2 separate regions of the Oryctolagus cuniculus genome follow, and region 2 is linked to region 1. The links are chromatin contacts, called in public Micro-C maps. All regions are on one chromosome and are shown on one strand. The core of a region is the stretch at or near the end of the contact, and the rest is flanking DNA. Distances in the headings are between cores, read along the strand shown. Region 1 holds the start of CD46 (CD46 molecule). Region 2 overlaps LOC103350987.

Region 1 (3,242 bases), core at 414-2,913:
CACATGAAACTAAACACTAGCCATGTATTTTTAAATTTCTTAGAAGAAAAAATACAAGTGATGTTAGTTACTACCAAGCCTGGGACATTTTTAGCATTTATTGTTATACAGAAACAAATTGATTCTGTTTTCACCAGTAAGTGCTGACACTGAGCCACAAAACATGTCTGCCTTGCATAACCCTAGGCACTAATAGAAATAATAATTCTTCATCGATGTGTTCTCAACGATACCTCATTTCCTTGCCATTGAGATGTGTCTGGATTTTATCCTCCAAGATTCTCAGGTGTTGATTTTATACATCACCTTCAGGCATAGTGTATTTTATGCTCTGCCTAGAATCAATCGCTTCATTGTTGTTCTGACAAAAGTAATTGCATGATTTGGTGAAACCAGAAAGTCTTCAGTACCTCTCAGACACAGAGCTGTAATAGTGATAGATAAAGTTCTATAATTCCAGAAGACCTCTTTGAGATCTATATGGTTACCCTCTATTTCCATGCCATCCTCTCCTACATCAGTCTTGTGTAATTCATGATTTTATGAACAAAACAGTCTTTGATATACAGGTTGAATTTTTTTAAACGTTTTATTTTATTCTGAACCTAACATAGGATCAACAGAAAACGCAGAAAGCTGAAAATGCTAAAGAAAATGTCTACAATCCTATCAGCTGATGTTATTGTGGGTGTATTTCCAATGTCTCTCTTTATGGGTAACAACAGGATACGTTTGTGTTAATAAAAGCCGTGTACGGATTTGGAGTTGATTTTTCCGGCATACAAATATATCATAGTTTCTTACGGTGATACTCTTACAATACTTGCTGCCCTGAATTCCAACACATAAAGATACCTACCATAAATTCCTTAATGCTTTCGCCACTTCTAGGATTTCTATTTTTTCCCGAAATTATAAACCTTCGCTCAGAGCTCTGATGTCTTTGGTGTAAACTGAGGGGCACGGGGGGCCCACAAGGCTTGTTCACTTCAAGGCTCTAAGAGTCCTGAAAAGCCACTCGCACGGGTTGTTTTCACTCTCCGCCTGTCTGACAGGAAGAACACGTCCGCCCGTCTTGTCTGCTGGTTTCGTGCCGGCCACTCCACGCGCTCTTTACTTTCCCTTGTCGTCACGCAGGCTCCCTCACAGCGCCTGTGCGGTCTCGCCGGTCCACCACAGTCCTCCCCAGCCGCTCTCCTCAGCGCGGCCGGCCGCTCGCCGAGGCCCCGGAACCGCGCGTCCTCGCGTTCCCACGCCTCTGTGCTAGCGAAGCTTGCTCCCGGCCCCCCGGCGCCCCAGCACGCCTGACAACGGCCATCCCCGGGGCCGCCGCTCCGGACAGCCTCGGGGCCTGAGGGAAGCGGCTCCACCGCCACCCGCGGCCTGCGCTCCGGGTCTCGCTCTTTAGGCCGACAGGCTTCATTCTTCAAGGGGGAGTTCCCAGAAACGATGACAACAGCACCAGCTGGTTTCTTCCCACCCTTCCTGGGTAGGGCAGCGGCCCTGTTTACAAACGCCGCGGTCTGCAAAGAACCGCGAGGCCCTGGCCAGCCGCCGACCCGGGTCGCTCCGGCACCTCCAGGCCCCGCCCGTCCGCTTGAGGCCCCGCCCCTCCGCCCTCCAATTGGCCCCAGCCTGCTCGGCCTCCTGTCACTTCCGCCCTGGCCACGCCCACCTGTCGTGGCCACCCCCACCTTGACACTTTGTGAGTTTGGGGATTGTTGCGTTTGCTCCCCAGACTCAAAAAGGGCTCCCCTGTTCAGTTAGTTGCCAGTTTTCCTCGCCCAGGTCTGGAAAAATGACGGCGTCTTCCGCGCCGAGCAAGGAGCCGTCGGTCCGGCGCGAGAGTCCGCTTCCTTCACGGTGGCGCGTGCTTGGGACGCTCCTGGTGACTGTGGGGTTCCTGCTGTTCACTTTCTCGGGTAGGACCCTGCAGAGGGCGCGCTCGCCGGCCGCGAGGCTGGAGCTCGGGCGGGCGCGGCTCGGGCAGGTGCAGTGCCTGTGCTCCGGGAGCGCGCGCGTGTAGCGGGGGACTGTGGGGACCACGCAGCACCCGAGCGACCGTGTGCTTGGCGGTCGAGTGGCGGGCGTCGGGGGCGTCTCCCCGGCGCCTGGCACTGTCCCTAGCCCAAGCTTGCAATGCATTTCCGGGATTGAGCACGAACAGGTGCACCACGTAAAGGCCTGCTTGCACTTGGGATTGCCCAGGTGCGTGGAGGTGCTGCTGCGGCCCGCGCTGAGTTTATCCTGCCTGCTCCGATGCCTCGGTGAGTGGGGCTGCTCCCCACAGTCTCGGGCTGTCGCGAGCCTGCCGTGCCCGGTTGTGCTGGGTTGCGGGGTTTGAGATGCGCTGGCCAGGGCTGCTCAGAGTCTGCGTGGCCGAAGCGGCCCGCCCTGCAGTGCTCGCTGTCCTGCGTTCCGGGCCGGCTCGCGCTCGGCCTGTGCTCCGGCTGCGGTTCTGCAGGCCTGGAGCTACCTGCTTGGAGGAACGGTAAGAGCACGCCACCTTTTCGGAACCTCCAGTGAAGTAAGACACTGTATGAGTCTTGGCTTACAAACAGTTGCTTTTCTTTTTTTTTTTTTTTTATAAACCACGGAGTTCTTTTCCCATTCCTAATCAATTCAGACAGTATCCGATTCTATCACCTAAAGAGTTTCTGGCGTTATTTTCCTTGTTTTCATAAGGCTGAGTCACATTTGAGGCCATCCGGAGGAGCATAAACCACATTGTTGCCAACCCTAGTGAGAAATTAGTATTTTAAGAAAGGGACTTAAATCATGTTAATCTGAGTTTTCCCTACAGCCTTATAATTAAATCTGTTCTTTTAATCATTCATTGAATGAATAAATACTTTAAAATGCACATTTAAAATATTGAACACACCGCACACAAAGAAAAACCACTTTTAACATTTTGGTATTTTTTGTGTGCTTTTCTATGTACTTTGTGTGTGTTTGCCCCAGCTATCATAATTAGGATCCCATTACATATTACAGGGCTCTTCAAAAAGTTCCTGAAAAGTTATTATGAAAAAACTATGCGTGGATTTCAAAATCTCTCACCTGTTAATTTCATTTTCCACAAACATTCTGAAGCACCCTCATATGTGCGTGAGTGTGAGCAGGGACTCTGCTCACTGGTGAATCTCCAGTGCCAGGAACACAATCAAAAAATGTTTGCTAAAACTTTCAGGGAGTGGCAGACATGACCCAAGGCTTAATACTGACAGAAACATGGACCA
Region 2 (3,242 bases), core at 402-2,901, 53 kb after region 1:
CCCCTGGCGAGCTGCCCCTGCCCCAGCCCCAGCCCCAGCCCCAGCCCCAGCCCCAGCCCCAGCCCGATGGGCTCCTGGGCTCCGCGCTCAGCAGCTCCCCCCCTCCCCGCCCTCACTGCAGGACGCTCCTCTGCCTGGGCAGGGACCTGGCGGTAGAGAAAGGGTCACACAGTGGCTCCAACACCGTCTGGCGCCAGCTCTGGGAGCAGGGAGCTGCTGCCTGCCCTGAACGGGCCTCGGTGAACCCGTCTGCAGAGCCGAGGCCGGGGTGGACCGTCCCACTCAGCCCAGTGTTCGGCGGAGGACTGGGCAGCAGCCACAGCAGCAGCACGCAGTGGCCTGGGGAGGCCGTGTTTTGTCTGAGGACACACAAAACCAGATACGCAAACACGCGCCACGCGGGCCAAGCAAGCCCCATCCAAGGGTTAAATCCCACTCACGGGCCTTTGGCCGAAAACGGGGTGGAGATTGCACAGGCAGCTTCTACTTGACTGGAGCCAGGCTATGTCTCTCAGAGCCCTACACATCCTAGGCCCAGAAGGGTGCTCCTAAAATAACACAGAAAGCAAAGGGGTTCCTGATCTGCGAGATGCCTCTCCCACGCCACCCCCCACCAAAAGCAAAAACCCGCGGAGCAGAGAGATGCGGGCCCCCAGCAACCAGGTCCTGCTTGCCTGCTCTGCGCGGCCGCAGCGTGCACGATCCGGAACGTGGGAAGGTTCCTGCCAAGGCAGCAGCGTCTCCCTCCTGACCCAGCGCTGGGTGCTGAGTCACCGCTACTTACGTGACGGATGCGAGCTCCAGCCAGGCTGGGGGAGGTGCCGGAAGCCGAGCCAGATCCTCCATCTTCTTGCCACTGGGAATGCTGGTTTCAGGGCTCCTGGCAGCGGGGAAGAGCTCGTCTTGGTGAGAGGGGCTCCGGGCAGGCCCTTTAGCAAAAGGGGAACGACCTGCCCTCCAGACAGCCCCGGGGTATTGTCTGCAGGGACGGAAAGGCCGGCCCAGCTTCCTGTCACTCTCGGCCCAGGCCCAGTGTCCTGGACATTCTGTCTTTAGCTGTCAGGGCGGGGCCTGCTGCCAGCTCGCGGTGGTTAATGAATCAGAGGAAAGAGTGATAAACTGAAGGCTGTGCATGGAAGAGCCCAGTGCTGACTGGCCCCCAGCCTCTGGCCATCTCCATCAGGTGCTTCCATCCCAGCAGCCTCCTGACCACGGCTCGGCCCAGGCCCTGGACCCCAGTAACATCCTCCAGCACCTCTGGGCTCCTTGCATAACAGGGCAAGAAGTCACAGCCTTCCAAGCACCCATGCGCCCAGCATCAGCTCCCCGGGCTCCACAGGCCTACATTTCTAGGCAGCTGCACTCCCAACAAGCTAGGTTTTCTGTCCCTTCCTCGACACCATCAGCAAAATCTCGGAAACTCCCCAGGGGAGGTCCTGGGTGGGGACTGCTGGCCGGACAGGGAGGAAGGCGCGGTGGCCAGCCGGCCCTGGCCTGAGACGGGCGTAGGGGGCAGGGATGGAGGACCACAGCCATGTTCCCAGACAGGGGGGCTCAGCTCTCAGAGGACAGGCACAGCCCTGTGCTGCCGCCCAGGAAGCCAGCGCTCCCCGGGAAAGGACAAGTCAGCATGCCTACAACCCACTACACAAACAACGCCCCCACACAGCTCCCAGGCCCTGCCCGACGCAACCCAAAGGAAGGGCGCCACCTCGCCACGCCCGATTCACCTGCTCGGCTAGCGGAGGTGCACCAGAAGAGAAGCTTCAGCTTCACAGGGCTCCACTTCCGAAGGGCTAGTGGGAGATGCCCAGAGGCCCCCTGCCACCCCTCCCCCGAGGCAGGGCTGGGTCGCTCCCTCCTCCAGCCGCCACGCTGTAACTAAGGCACGGTGTCCCACCAGGTGCCACTGTCACAGGCCCACGCACCTGCCAGCTGGGAAAAGCTCGCTTTGGTCCCCAGGAGCCACTCCAGGGGCATGCCCAGCCTGTGCAGCACAGCCTCCGCTCCTCCTGGGACAGAGAGCAGCAGTGTGGCGGAGCGGAGAGCATGTCTACAAGCCAGACATCCCGGCCCGGCTCGGCCGGAGGAGGCAGCACCAGGAAGCCGGCGCAGAGCCATGCACCTCGTGGCGCAGGTGCGCACCTGGCAGAGCACACGCACCAGGGCACACCCTGTGACGTGGCTCCACCTCCCTAGCTGGGGGGGGCTGGCAGCTAGGCCGCACCGAGGGCCAGGCAGCCCCAGGCCTGCCTCCTTCCCGGCTTCCGCTGGGCTGACAACACTGCTGTCCCAGCCTCCTTAGGTTATCAGGACCTCTGCCGGCCAGTCTCAAGAACAGTGAGTAGCAGGAGGCAGCCAGAGGAGGAGGAGGAGGGGAGAGGGGGAGGGCGAGAGGGAGGGGAGGAAGGTGGAGGAGGAAGTTTGCAGTCTGCTGCGTTCCCATCAGATCAGGAGAGCCCGTACAGCTTCCCTTTTCCAGCTCCTCTGTGCCCCCCTTTCCTTTCGGTTCCTGGACGGGGGACGGCATGGCGAGTGGGCTGGGCAGGGGCAGGAGCCCAGGTACCCAGCCAACTGGGCTCTTGCCCGGCTCCATCTCGGGGCTGGCACGCTCCCCCGGGCCGTTACCCGGCATGCCCCTCTCCTTGTCAGGGAGGCCTCGCCCTCTTGTTTTCAAAGTTTATAACAGTATTGTTTGTTGTCCAGCAGATTAAATTCTTCGGAGGCTGGGGGGGGGGGGGTGGCGAGGGGGGAAGGGGAAGGAGGGAGGGAGGGAGAGAGAGAGGAGGGAAAATAAAGGAGAGAAAATACAAATAACTTCTATTAAAGGCCAAAAGATTAAAGAAGTTCCTTTCTGAACACAAAGTTCACCTGTCTTGGAGGGAGGCCAGCGGCCAGGAGCCTGTGTTCCCTTCCGCCCTGCCTGTGCCCGTCCTCTGGCAGGGTGAGCCATGGTCACTGCTTGGGTCCGAGCTGAGGAGCGGCAGCAGATGATAAGCTCTGGGCAGACGACACAGTACGGGGGGTGGGGCGGTCCCGGCAAGGACACCCTAGGTCTCGGCCACTCAGGCCCCGGGCCAAGCCACGTCAGTCCTGGACTCCTGGGAACGAGCTCTGCAGGCAGCTCCCTCCCACCCAGGACTGCGGCGTGCTGACACACCTGAATCAAGGCCACGTGTTCACGGCCTCCAGCGACCATGGGGCAACTGCACGCCCCCAACTGCAGGGGACAGGCCGTCGGC

The links. A called contact is a pair of places that touch in the nucleus more often than the background predicts.
Region 2: a contact with region 1 is called in a Micro-C map of ear pinna, with 4 times the contacts expected there. The contact joins the enhancer-like site here to the promoter of CD46 in region 1. A contact is called at or near these places in 3 of 6 Hi-C or Micro-C datasets (ear pinna, embryonic fibroblasts and psoas muscle).

The regions. Positions count from the first base shown.
Region 1 is chr13:22,621,389-22,624,630 of mOryCun1.1, forward strand. CD46 (CD46 molecule) reads left to right here and starts at 1,664. Exons shown (of 12, transcript XM_070055225.1): 1 at 1,664-1,922. The coding sequence starts at 1,799. It overlaps CR1 (complement C3b/C4b receptor 1 (Knops blood group)), which reads left to right. Exons shown (of 31, transcript XM_017347820.3): 31 at 1-1,566. It overlaps LOC103350988 (a long non-coding RNA gene), which reads right to left and starts at 1,661. Exons shown (of 7, transcript XR_011381410.1): 1 at 860-1,661.
Region 2 is chr13:22,673,995-22,677,236 of mOryCun1.1, forward strand. LOC103350987 reads right to left here. Exons shown (of 7, transcript XR_007909605.2): 7 at 1-3,242. Among named protein-coding and RNA genes, the nearest start is that of MIR29B-2, 4.0 kb to the left of the region's middle. Within about 2 kb of position 1,652, at least 3 of the 8 cell types and tissues checked have an H3K27ac peak or open chromatin away from gene starts, as enhancers often do. A contact at or near this core is called in ear pinna, where this site is marked.